3 separate regions of the Mus musculus genome follow, and regions 2 and 3 are each linked to region 1. The links are chromatin contacts, called in public Hi-C and promoter capture Hi-C maps. All regions are on one chromosome and are shown on one strand. Each heading gives the region's core, a stretch centred on a gene start, on an enhancer-like site or on the middle of the called end of the contact. The rest is flanking DNA. Distances are from core to core; before and after follow the strand shown.

Region 1 (3,167 bases), core at 311-2,810:
GAACCAAATCCACACTCAACATTTTGAGCAATGGATGGGAGCCAGATACTGAGGTAGCACACCCTAGGAGCCATTTTACAACTGATCAAATACAAATGCCTGTTCATCACTTTCTTGGGGGCAAAAGGTGGATATTTTTCTAACTTATAATATAGGAATTGGAGATTATTAATTTCAAAAAAAGAATGAAAGCTCCTTTTAACAACAAGCTGAAGACCTTCTCTGCACCCCATAACGGCAGGTGGGAAGGTTCTGGGGATCAGGGCCACTGCCCTGCGCCTTCCTGTCCAGAGCCCCAGGGGATCAAAAGGCGGAGAGAATGGGAGGCGATGCTTCTGCAGAAAGGCCCCTGGCTCTTGAAATGAATGACCAACTTCTTTAACAGACTTCTCCCTCCCGGCTCACATTCCCCATGGTTGGTGAGGCAGAAAATTCACAAGAACAAAGCTCTTGCCCTAAAAAGATCTTTTCAACTTAGGGTCAATTCCACATCTGAAGCTTCCCCGGGAACCACCTTTAAATTGAGACGAGGGGGAAAGCAGCTGTTGCCTTTGCGCCTGGGAGAACCACACACGAATGCGCACTAGTGTCTGCCTGCCCCACACACGCATTCTTCCTGGGAAATTCACACATGCAGAGGCCCAAGTAGCCTAAGGAGGCGGGGGAGTGCCCAGAGGACATGGGTGTCCAAATCCCTGGATTCCTTGTCCTACCATGGTGAGTTCAGGGTAACTTCTAGAAGCCTCCGCGTGATCTAGGCTCCCCTCACAACTCCTAATCAGCCAAGGAGATAATATGTGTGAAGACGAGGCCATCTTTCCTGGTCCTGGAACAGGTTACACTTCACGCCAGTTTGAGCATGTGGCAGCATCTGTCCCACTGAGTATTATCGGGGTTCCCTTCTCTTCCAGCCTCTCAGGATCCAGAGTTCATTAACATCAATATTGTTCACATTTTACTCACAGGGAATGGCAGAAATCTATGTTCTACATGGAGTTAGGACCTTGAACTCTGTTCCTAACCTATCACTCTGGGAGTCGGCGGGGGTGGGGGTGGGGAGAAGGCTGGGTCTGGGGGCTCCCTTTGATCAGATCCATCTGAGGAGGGGCCAGTCCTGGCTATAATAAGCAGTATCCATCGCCCTGGGAATCCAGACAGGGACAGGGCAGATGAGTTCCCACCCGGTGCCCAGGGCCAGGCCAAGGTGATCAAGTCTCTCTCCAGCCAGAAGCACCATCCCTCCGGCTCCAGGGTAATAAACTGAGTGTCAGGGCTGGAGCTGTAACCCGGTTCATTTCTGGGCCAAATCTCTGAAGCTGAGGGTTTATTTTTAAGGCCTAGCAGTTTGCTGTTTCCAGCTTCTCTCATCAGAAATTGTGCGATTCAGCTCGATCTGCATTGGAAGCATAATTTATCATTGTTCACAGATGGTGGCGAAGGATGGGGAGGAGTGTGCTTTTCATTTTAGTTCAGCAAACATTTCCGGAGCCTTTCTTGTGTGCCAGGCGCAGAGTAAAAGCACTAGGGATGTGCAAATGAGTGACAGGAGTTCCTGCTCCTTGAGCGCTTACAGGCTAAGCAGGGAGCAGGAGGTGCAGCCTGATCATCGACACCAACTCTGCCTCCCTCCAGAATCTTCCTTCTGACTTTCCCTATTGAAGTCACCTTGGGAAAATGAGCTCATCTCTTTCTAAACAGAGCTTTGCCAGCTTTGTCAATCTCTGTGAAACACGAATCTCTGGTTCCATCGATTTTCTTCTGTTGTTTCCATTTTTTGTTTATTAACATTTGCTCTAATCTTTGTTGTTTCCTTCCGCCTGCATGCTTTGGGATTTATTTTTTCTCTTTATTCCCCCTAGTTCCTTAAGATGGGAATTTAACATGAGATTCTCTTTTTATCTTGAATTTAAAAAATTATGTGTATGTACGAGTGCCTGCATGTATGTATGTGTACCATGTGTGTGCCTAGTGTCCTCTGAAGCCCAAAGGGGAGTCGGATCCCCTAGAACTGGAGTTATGAGTGGGTTCTGGGAACCACGTTCAGATCCTCTGCAAGAGCAGCAGGCACTCGCTCTGAAGCCCTGAGCCGTCTCCCTAGCTCCCCTCTTTCCCATTTAATACAACGATTCACAGCTATAAATTTCCCTCTAGCCACTGCTTTAGCTTCTTCCCCTAGCTGTCTTTACCATTTCTGTTTTCACCTTTCTCAGAGCAGTTTCTAATTTCTCTCAGGATTTCATCTTTGACATGGCAGCTCCATCTCTTCCTTGTGCTTGTTTACTGCTATGATGCTCTCTGTTGTTGACTTCCAAGTTCGGTCCAGTGTGTTTGGTGCCCGTGTAGCTCAAAGTCTTTTGAGCAGACTGAGGCATGTCTATGGACTACCATATCCTGGGGAATGCTCCCTGTGTCCTAGAGGGATATGTATTCTGTTGTTGGGGCCTCTAAAGATAGAGTCTTCTCAGCCTATATTCTGCTAGTTATAATTAAGTCTTTCCAGTTCTGGTTGAAAACCAGGTATTGAAGTATCCAACTAGTATTCTTGAATTTTTACCTTGTTACTTTAAACCACAGTTTCCTTAAAGGACAATAATTATTCCTGCTTTACAGAGGGGTAAAGAATTTAAAATACACTGGGTGGTGGTACGTACCTTTAATTCTAGCACTTGGGAGGTAGTGGCAAACAGATCTGTGAGTTCAAGGCCAGCCTGGTCTACAGAACAAGTTCTAGGATAGATAGAAATAGATAGACAGACAGAAGATGGGTGGGTGGTTGGTGGATGGAGAGAGAGAGAGAGAGAGAGAGAGAGAGAGAGAGAGAGAGAGAGAGAGAGAGAGACTGTGCACGGTGAGTACTGCTGCAGTGGCTCTGGATGATTGGCAGTGCACAGTGGTGGGGAGAAAGCTTTCCATCCAGTAGCTAGCTGGTTCTGGGTTACATCAACATACTTTCAGTCTGGAAAACACAACCCCCCTAAAGGAGACAGTCACGGCTCAGCCCTGTATGACTCTACAGCCTAATTTCCAAGATGTACATATCTCCCATCTTAAAAAAAAAATCACGAAACTTACAAGCTAACATATTCTAACCTGTCATCCGAACTCTGCTAGCTGGATCATCACAGAAGGGTCACGAAACTTGCCTACTCCTCTCTCATTCCTTTCTT
Region 2 (3,167 bases), core at 480-2,979, 950 kb before region 1:
TATTTCGTAATGGACTCAGCAATACTACCCAGGTATCCCTCAATTACTGAGACAGAAGCCGCCTCCAAGTGTGCTAAAGTGAACTCGCACACACCAAGTAATCTCTACTCACCAACATGAGCTGTGTTCCTAGAGATGGAAAGGTCTGCTCAGCTTCCAAGATGATATAGTATTCCAGGTATCAATTTGTTATCTGGGGCTGATTCATTCATGACCTCCCCAAAGCCTGGCCAAAGTTGAAGGCAGACAGGATAAGTAAAGGAGAAAAGGTGCAACGGAGGTGTGTGTGTGTGTGTGTGTGTGTGTGTGTGTGTGTGTGTATGTGTGTGTGTGTGTATGTGTGTGTGTGTGTATGTGTGTGTGTGTGTGTATATGTGTGTGTGTATGTGTGTGTGTATGTGTGTGTGTGTATCTATGTCTGTGTATGTGTCTACTTGTGTATATCTGTGTCTGTGTGTTTCAGACAAACAAATCAAAGCTAAGGTCATGGCAAGAAAAATTCTAATAGAGCCATAATAACATAAAATAAACTGTCTTCAGATGGACAAAAAATAAGATGAGTACAGGTGGGGGGCAGGGAGCTTGAGAAACTTATGCAACCCAAGGACCATTTCCATGTAGGAGACTATATTATTCTAACTAGACTGTGCCTGTCTAGATCCTGTCTGAATTCTTGCCAAAACTGAACCAAACACTCTACTGCTAAGCAGTTCCTGGGAGCCTGTCAGAAACGCAGACTATCAAGAGCCTCAGGAGACTTAGGCGGAGTAAATTTGTCATGGGGACTCATACTGGCCTCAAGCAAGGGGATAGAGCAATGCTCTCCCTGAAGCACCTTCCACTGTTGGAGCCCCAGGCTTTTCCTCCTGTTCCCAACCCACAAACTCACTACCCAAAGAAGCCATGGCTGTCAGCACAAGGCCTGACACACTGTGAAGGTTTAATACTGTATAAATTGTATAATGATCTTCTCTGGTTGGCTGACTGGGAAAAAGAGCAGCCAACCTAGGTATCTGCAAGGCAAACACACATACAGGGGCTCTGACTCACAACCTGTTTGGCACAGCTCGGTCCTCTGGGCTTCCGGAATCTCCCTTTCTGTACAAAACCTCCTCGGCAGATGTTTTAAAACAATGATCTGTGACAATGAGAGCTGTAAGCTACTTTCTCCTTACCTCGCAGAATTTTAAATTCACTGTTTAGAAGACCGTTGCATTTCATAGGCTAGGCATCATTTGGGAAGACATTTTTTGGGATCACATTCAATAACGGTGGCCTTTAAAGCTAGGCGTGTGTTACTAGGACAGGCAAGGGAAGTGTGAGAGCAAGCAGGTTCACCATCCAAAGTAACCTGGGGCCAGGGAGGGGGAGCACTAGTATCAGTGTGAGTGTATGCCAGTGGCCTATGGAGAGTGTGTCTTTGGGGGTGTTTTGTTTGTATTTTGTTTGTCTGAGGGGAAAAGTGGGTAATGAAGGAATTTAGGCCTCCTAGTGAATAGCAAGACAAGTGGTCCAGGCAGAGAGTATTAACATTAGCTGGGAGGTACAGTGCTAACTCCTGGGTGCAGATCCTAGTGCCTAGCCTGGCTAGAAGTGAACCGGCCCTCCGGGTGACAGCAGGGTGGGATTCCAAAGCCAGGGAGGGGCGGGCGGGCCGTGGGGCGGGCCGTGGGCGGGGCGGGGCGGGGCTGGAAGTCGACTCTCGGGCTGAGGCTGCCGCCGGAGAGGCATCCACAGCAGCGGAGCGGGCGGCCGAGCAGGAACGAGGCGGCGACAGCGGCTGCGACTCCGGTGAGCGTGGTGCGGACTCGGCTGGGGCGCGGCAGGGATCGCGGGCTGGGACTGGCAGGGAAAGGCGCTGCGGAGGCACAAGGGCCTCCCGGGCGCCGGATTTGGTGGAGCGGGGCGACTGTGGCTCTCTTCGTCCGGCTCGCGACGCCCTGCAGCCCCGGGCGAGGGAGGGAGGCAGCTAGCTCACGACTCGGTCTTGAACTGTTCTTCTTGGTTCCCGAACACAGAGGTCTGTGCGTCCATTGCTCCCTCTCTCCGGGTCTCTCTCCTGATTTTATTTCTTTTCCAGAAGAGTCCCTTCACCCTTCAACCACTCCCACCCCTACCGCCACCCCCCCGCCCCTCCCCCGAACCTTCATCTCCAAAGCTATTCTTCAGGAGACCCGCGATCTACCTCCTCCGGGTTCCCCTGCCAGGGCCATGCCTCTGCTCCCCATATTTCTGTAGCCCCAAGCGTGGATGAAGCCTGTTCTGGCCCCTGCACACCTGTACCCTTTTGCTGCCACCTGCCACAGAGGTGCTTAGCCAGCAGGCAAACTGCTGTGCCTAGGACCTCCTCGCCTCCGCGGTATTCACTCCCCCTCATGCCAGAACTCCTAACTAGAGTCCAGCAGGAGGAGACTTTTCCAAGCTGGAGCTTCGGGAACAATTTGACCCACTTCCCGAGGCACTGGTCTCAGGCCAGCCATGCTTTTTTGTAGACACACCTGTCTTATTTGCCAGCTGAGAGACTGGCAAGAACACCTTTTGACAAAAATGTGCCAGCCTGTCCCCTATTCCTTTTCCAAGCTGTTAAACTTCTTGGCCTATGTCCCCAGAGACGAGGTCTAGGGCATTTGCCATTTAAATCTGCTAAAGCTCTCACCCTCGCCCCCAACCTACATCTCTGTGACGATCCCCAGAATCCTGTCAGCCATTACTGGAAGAGGAAGGGTCCAGTACTGATAGAACCACCATTCTGAGTTTTTCTGGGCATGCTTTCTCCTCCTATGCGGGTGATTACCTGCCTACTTCTTAGAGAACCCCAGGCTCATAGGGCTCCCCTGAAGCCTAGTGGTTTTCTTATTAGAAACTTTCCCTACTCTGACCAATCATCACCTCTTCCAGATTGTCCCATGCTATCTGCACAGTGCTGAGTCTCCAGGGCTCAGGGAAAGCTGGGTTAGCACCATGCAGTTTGAGAACCTGTGCATAGCAGCAAGAGGAGGGTGGCTCCTAGCCAGGCCTCAGCTTTGGGAAGACCAGCCTGTTAGGATTGTTCCCAGTCAGACTAAATTTCACACACTGGTTGTGAGGGCTTCGTGTGAAGAGAGGAGGCAGACCAGGGGCTGTTTTTCCTGCCTGTTTCTGACTGTCTTGTGTTGCTATGGTGACAG
Region 3 (3,167 bases), core at 287-2,786, 800 kb before region 1:
GTGTGCGTATGTGTGTGTGTATGTTGTTGTTGTTGTTGTTACAGGATGGCCCAGGTGCTGAGCCCCAGGATGGCAGTGCTGACCAGTCACCTGGACATCACTGCCCTGAAGAAAGCAGGTGACATATTCCCTTCTGAATAATAAGAGCTAGGTCTACTTTTGGTGACTATGAATCTCTTCCTAAAACAATAGTTGCTAGCCTTGGCTATTCATGAGGGTAACTCAAACAGCTTTAAAACATGTCCATGCCAAGCTTTCTTCCCAGGACTTTCCATTATTTGGTCTAGGCCATGTTACTGGAGAGAGAACTCTCCTTTTATGTTTACATACATGTTGCCTGAGCATACATGTCTGAGTTAAGCCAATAGACACTCTTAATGATGCATAGTTTCATTTACATGTAAGATATTATAAATCAGGGACTTAAACCACCAACCAAAGAGGACCCATGGCTCCAGCTGCATATGTAGCAGGGAAAGGCCTTATCTGGCATCAATAAGAGGGGAGGCCCTTCCTTGGTTTTGTGAAGACTTGATGCCCCAGAGTAGGGAAATGCTATGGCAGTGAGGTGGGAGTAGGTGGGTCAAGGAGCCCCCTCATAGAAGCAGGAAGAGGGGAATGCAATAGGGGGGTTGCAGAGGGGAAACGGGGAAAGTGGATAACATTTGAAATGTAAATAAATAAAATGTCCAATAAAAAAATTAAAAGAAAAATGAAAATTAAAAACAAGGATATTATAAATCTTTTTGCAATGTTAAAAAGAGAATATCTCCCCCCCACCACCACCACTGTTCTTTGGTAGTATAAATTTCCAAGAATGAGATTAGCAGAACAAAAACTAAGAAGAGTTTAAAAGCTCTTGCTATATATTGAGACATTGACCTCCAGAAGGTAGATGCCAATTTTTGTTCCCTAAATGTTTAAATATAAATGTCTATTGCCCACCTCCAAGTCAGCAGCGTTTTGCAGTCATGTGATGGAGTTCCCTGGGAGCTGATGAGCCTCCTATGACTGGAGGTGTTCAAGTGCTTCTAAGGGGCACTGGCTGAATGCAAACTGACAGATAGCTCTTTCCCAGTTTGTATAGAAAGCACAGGACTCACAAGGAACAATATTCATCTCCGGTCTCACTCATCTCCTGATGCTAGGAGATGCCATGGCCACAAGGTTCTTTTCTGGCCATCAGTATTGCCAACATAGCAAAGCAGGCTCAGAAGTGGCTGGGACTGGCATGTGTTGCTCCAGAAGCACTGTGGGTCAATCTGGGTAAAATTACAGGGGGACAATGAAGTGACAAAAAAATGGGGAAGGAATCCTTGAGTTTTCTTTAGGCTTACCTGTCTCTCAGCAAGAAGGCTCATCTGAAGTTTCAGATGGCTTTGCCAGTGGGTATATATGAAGTGCGTTTGGCAGGGACAGGGGAAATAACTCGAAATAATTCTAAAATATGTTGTCAATCTCTCCAAAGCAGACAGCTCAGGATAATGGGAAGAGCAGTGTGTGTAGAGTCAGACAGACTTGGCATTGAACCAAGACTTCTCCATATGTCTGCATGGAGTGTTTGCAAGATGCCTGCTTTCTCTGCACGGTAGTAAAGGGGTGTTAATAATATTCTCTGAGAAAGTAAGACAGCTACCATGATACTTTGAACCGAAAGCAAGGCAACTACCATGTCGATTTGCATGCAAAGCACCTGGCAGATATTTTGGCACATAGTTTAACAATCAATAAGACAGAATGAGCATTACATTATATTTAATATAGCATAATTGCACCTCCTACCACTGTAGTAATTAAATAGTGAAAATGTCAGCAATTATAGGATTAGAGCAATTGTGAAAGCAACTGCCTATTGGGGACCTACTATGTGTTAAGCTTTGAAAAATATAACTTCATATATTTACTTGCTGTCTTATAATTTTCTAAACAGTATATCTTCATAAGAAGCTAGATGAGCTAAACAAATTTTATAAAGTAGATAATGTGCTGCAAGAATGTATGTATGTGTGTGTGTGTGTGTGTGTGTGTGTGTGTGTGTTTAAGAGTATAAAGAGAGAAACTTTTGCCTTTGATTCTTTATGGAATGGTTTCAGTATTGCCATGGTTGTTGCCTTTATATTATAACTCAAATTCTTGAATATTTTTCAAATAAGACTCACCTAGTCCTGTTTAAGTCCCTTTTTCCAGTTTTTTGTAATACGATCTGATGTTGAAGATCCCATTGGAGATCTCAGTGCCTCTGATCTCAGGGTCTTCCTCTACGTCCTGAGAAGTACCTTATTGACTCCAGATCTCAGCAAATCCCTAAGGCCCACGTGGCTCGGTCTGTGGTAGGGAGAAACAACGCGCCTGTTTCCCAGGCCAGGTTCTGTTTACACTTCCTTGATCATGGATAATGATTTGTTTACCAGAGACATTCTGTCTTCATTAAACTCACTTCTGGACAATCAATAAAGGGACTAAGACAACAGGGTACATGTGTGTTTGAAGTGTACCAATCCTCCCTTGGTGAGACAGATCAAGACGCAGCCAAGGTTGTCTTGCACTGGCCTCTAGGACCTCTAGGACCTCTAGGATGTCAAATGTGCTACTTGGATTAAGAAAGGGCATCTTCACCTAGAGGAACATAAACAAAGTCTCAACAAATGACCGCCAGAAGCTTTGTCCACTGTACTTTATAGTCTAGGTGCTACCCACCCTCATTAAAACGCCACGTTTTAATTTCTTCCATGTTAAGTCAGTATACAAAGTAAAGGGTTTCATTATGACATTTTTATACATGTACAATATATGTGTAAAATATGCTTTATTTTTCACTCATCTCTCCCACTGACCCCCCCCCCGCCTCTGCCCACTTTTGCTGGTCCCCCACTACTCCTTAGATAGTCCCACTTTCTGCCTTCATATCACATATATTCTGTTATTGTCTTTTTGTCTCCACTTTCTCTCCTTAAGACCCACCTCTTCCTTCTCGTGATCTTCTCTCAGTACACACATACACATACCTCACATGCACATACGTGTGTGCACCAGCTAATTGTGTGTCAACCTGACACACGATAGAGTTATCTGAAAGGAAGGGATCCTCCGTTGAGAAAATGACTTTATGAATTCGAGCTGATATGTCGGTCCGATATACAGTTGATATATACATTCTTCAGTTCTTC

Evidence for each region. Promoter capture Hi-C pulls out the DNA fragments that hold promoters and counts their contacts. A called contact is a pair of places that touch in the nucleus more often than the background predicts.
Region 2: a promoter capture Hi-C map of hippocampal neurons shows a contact between it and region 1, with 4 times the contacts expected there. The contact joins the promoter of Cyria here to the enhancer-like site in region 1. A contact is called at or near these places in 9 of 39 promoter capture datasets (the 3T3-L1 cell line, cranial neural crest, frontonasal cranial neural crest and 5 more), 1 of 15 datasets of contacts at CTCF or cohesin (large pre-B cells) and 7 of 115 datasets of contacts at active chromatin or transcription factors (astrocytes, embryonic basal ganglia, embryonic forebrain and 4 more).
Region 3: a Hi-C map of ventral hippocampal neurons shows a contact between it and region 1, with 2.9 times the contacts expected there. The contact joins two enhancer-like sites. A contact is called at or near these places in 1 of 39 promoter capture datasets (embryonic stem cells), 7 of 15 datasets of contacts at CTCF or cohesin (CD8 T cells, the NIH/3T3 cell line, embryonic stem cells and 3 more), 107 of 484 Hi-C or Micro-C datasets (the 63-12 cell line, the AML12 cell line, B cells and 70 more), 13 of 115 datasets of contacts at active chromatin or transcription factors (PVALB interneurons, SST interneurons, bone marrow-derived macrophages and 10 more) and 1 of 9 other capture datasets (embryonic stem cells).

Annotation. Positions count from the first base shown.
Region 1 is chr12:13,208,726-13,211,892 of GRCm38.p6, forward strand. No RefSeq gene overlaps it. Among named protein-coding and RNA genes, the nearest start is that of Gm24208, 29 kb to the left of the region's middle. Within about 2 kb of position 1,561, at least 41 of the 459 cell types and tissues checked have an H3K27ac peak or open chromatin away from gene starts, as enhancers often do. A contact at or near this core is called in hippocampal excitatory neurons, hippocampal neurons, motor cortex and 1 more, where this site is marked.
Region 2 is chr12:12,260,448-12,263,614 of GRCm38.p6, forward strand. Cyria (CYFIP related Rac1 interactor A) reads left to right here and starts at 1,730. Exons shown (of 12, transcript NM_001146119.2): 1 at 1,730-1,791.
Region 3 is chr12:12,407,710-12,410,876 of GRCm38.p6, forward strand. No RefSeq gene overlaps it. Among named protein-coding and RNA genes, the nearest start is that of Gm34489, 12 kb to the right of the region's middle. Within about 2 kb of position 1,537, at least 9 of the 459 cell types and tissues checked have an H3K27ac peak or open chromatin away from gene starts, as enhancers often do. A contact at or near this core is called in hippocampal excitatory neurons, motor cortex and ventral hippocampal neurons, where this site is marked.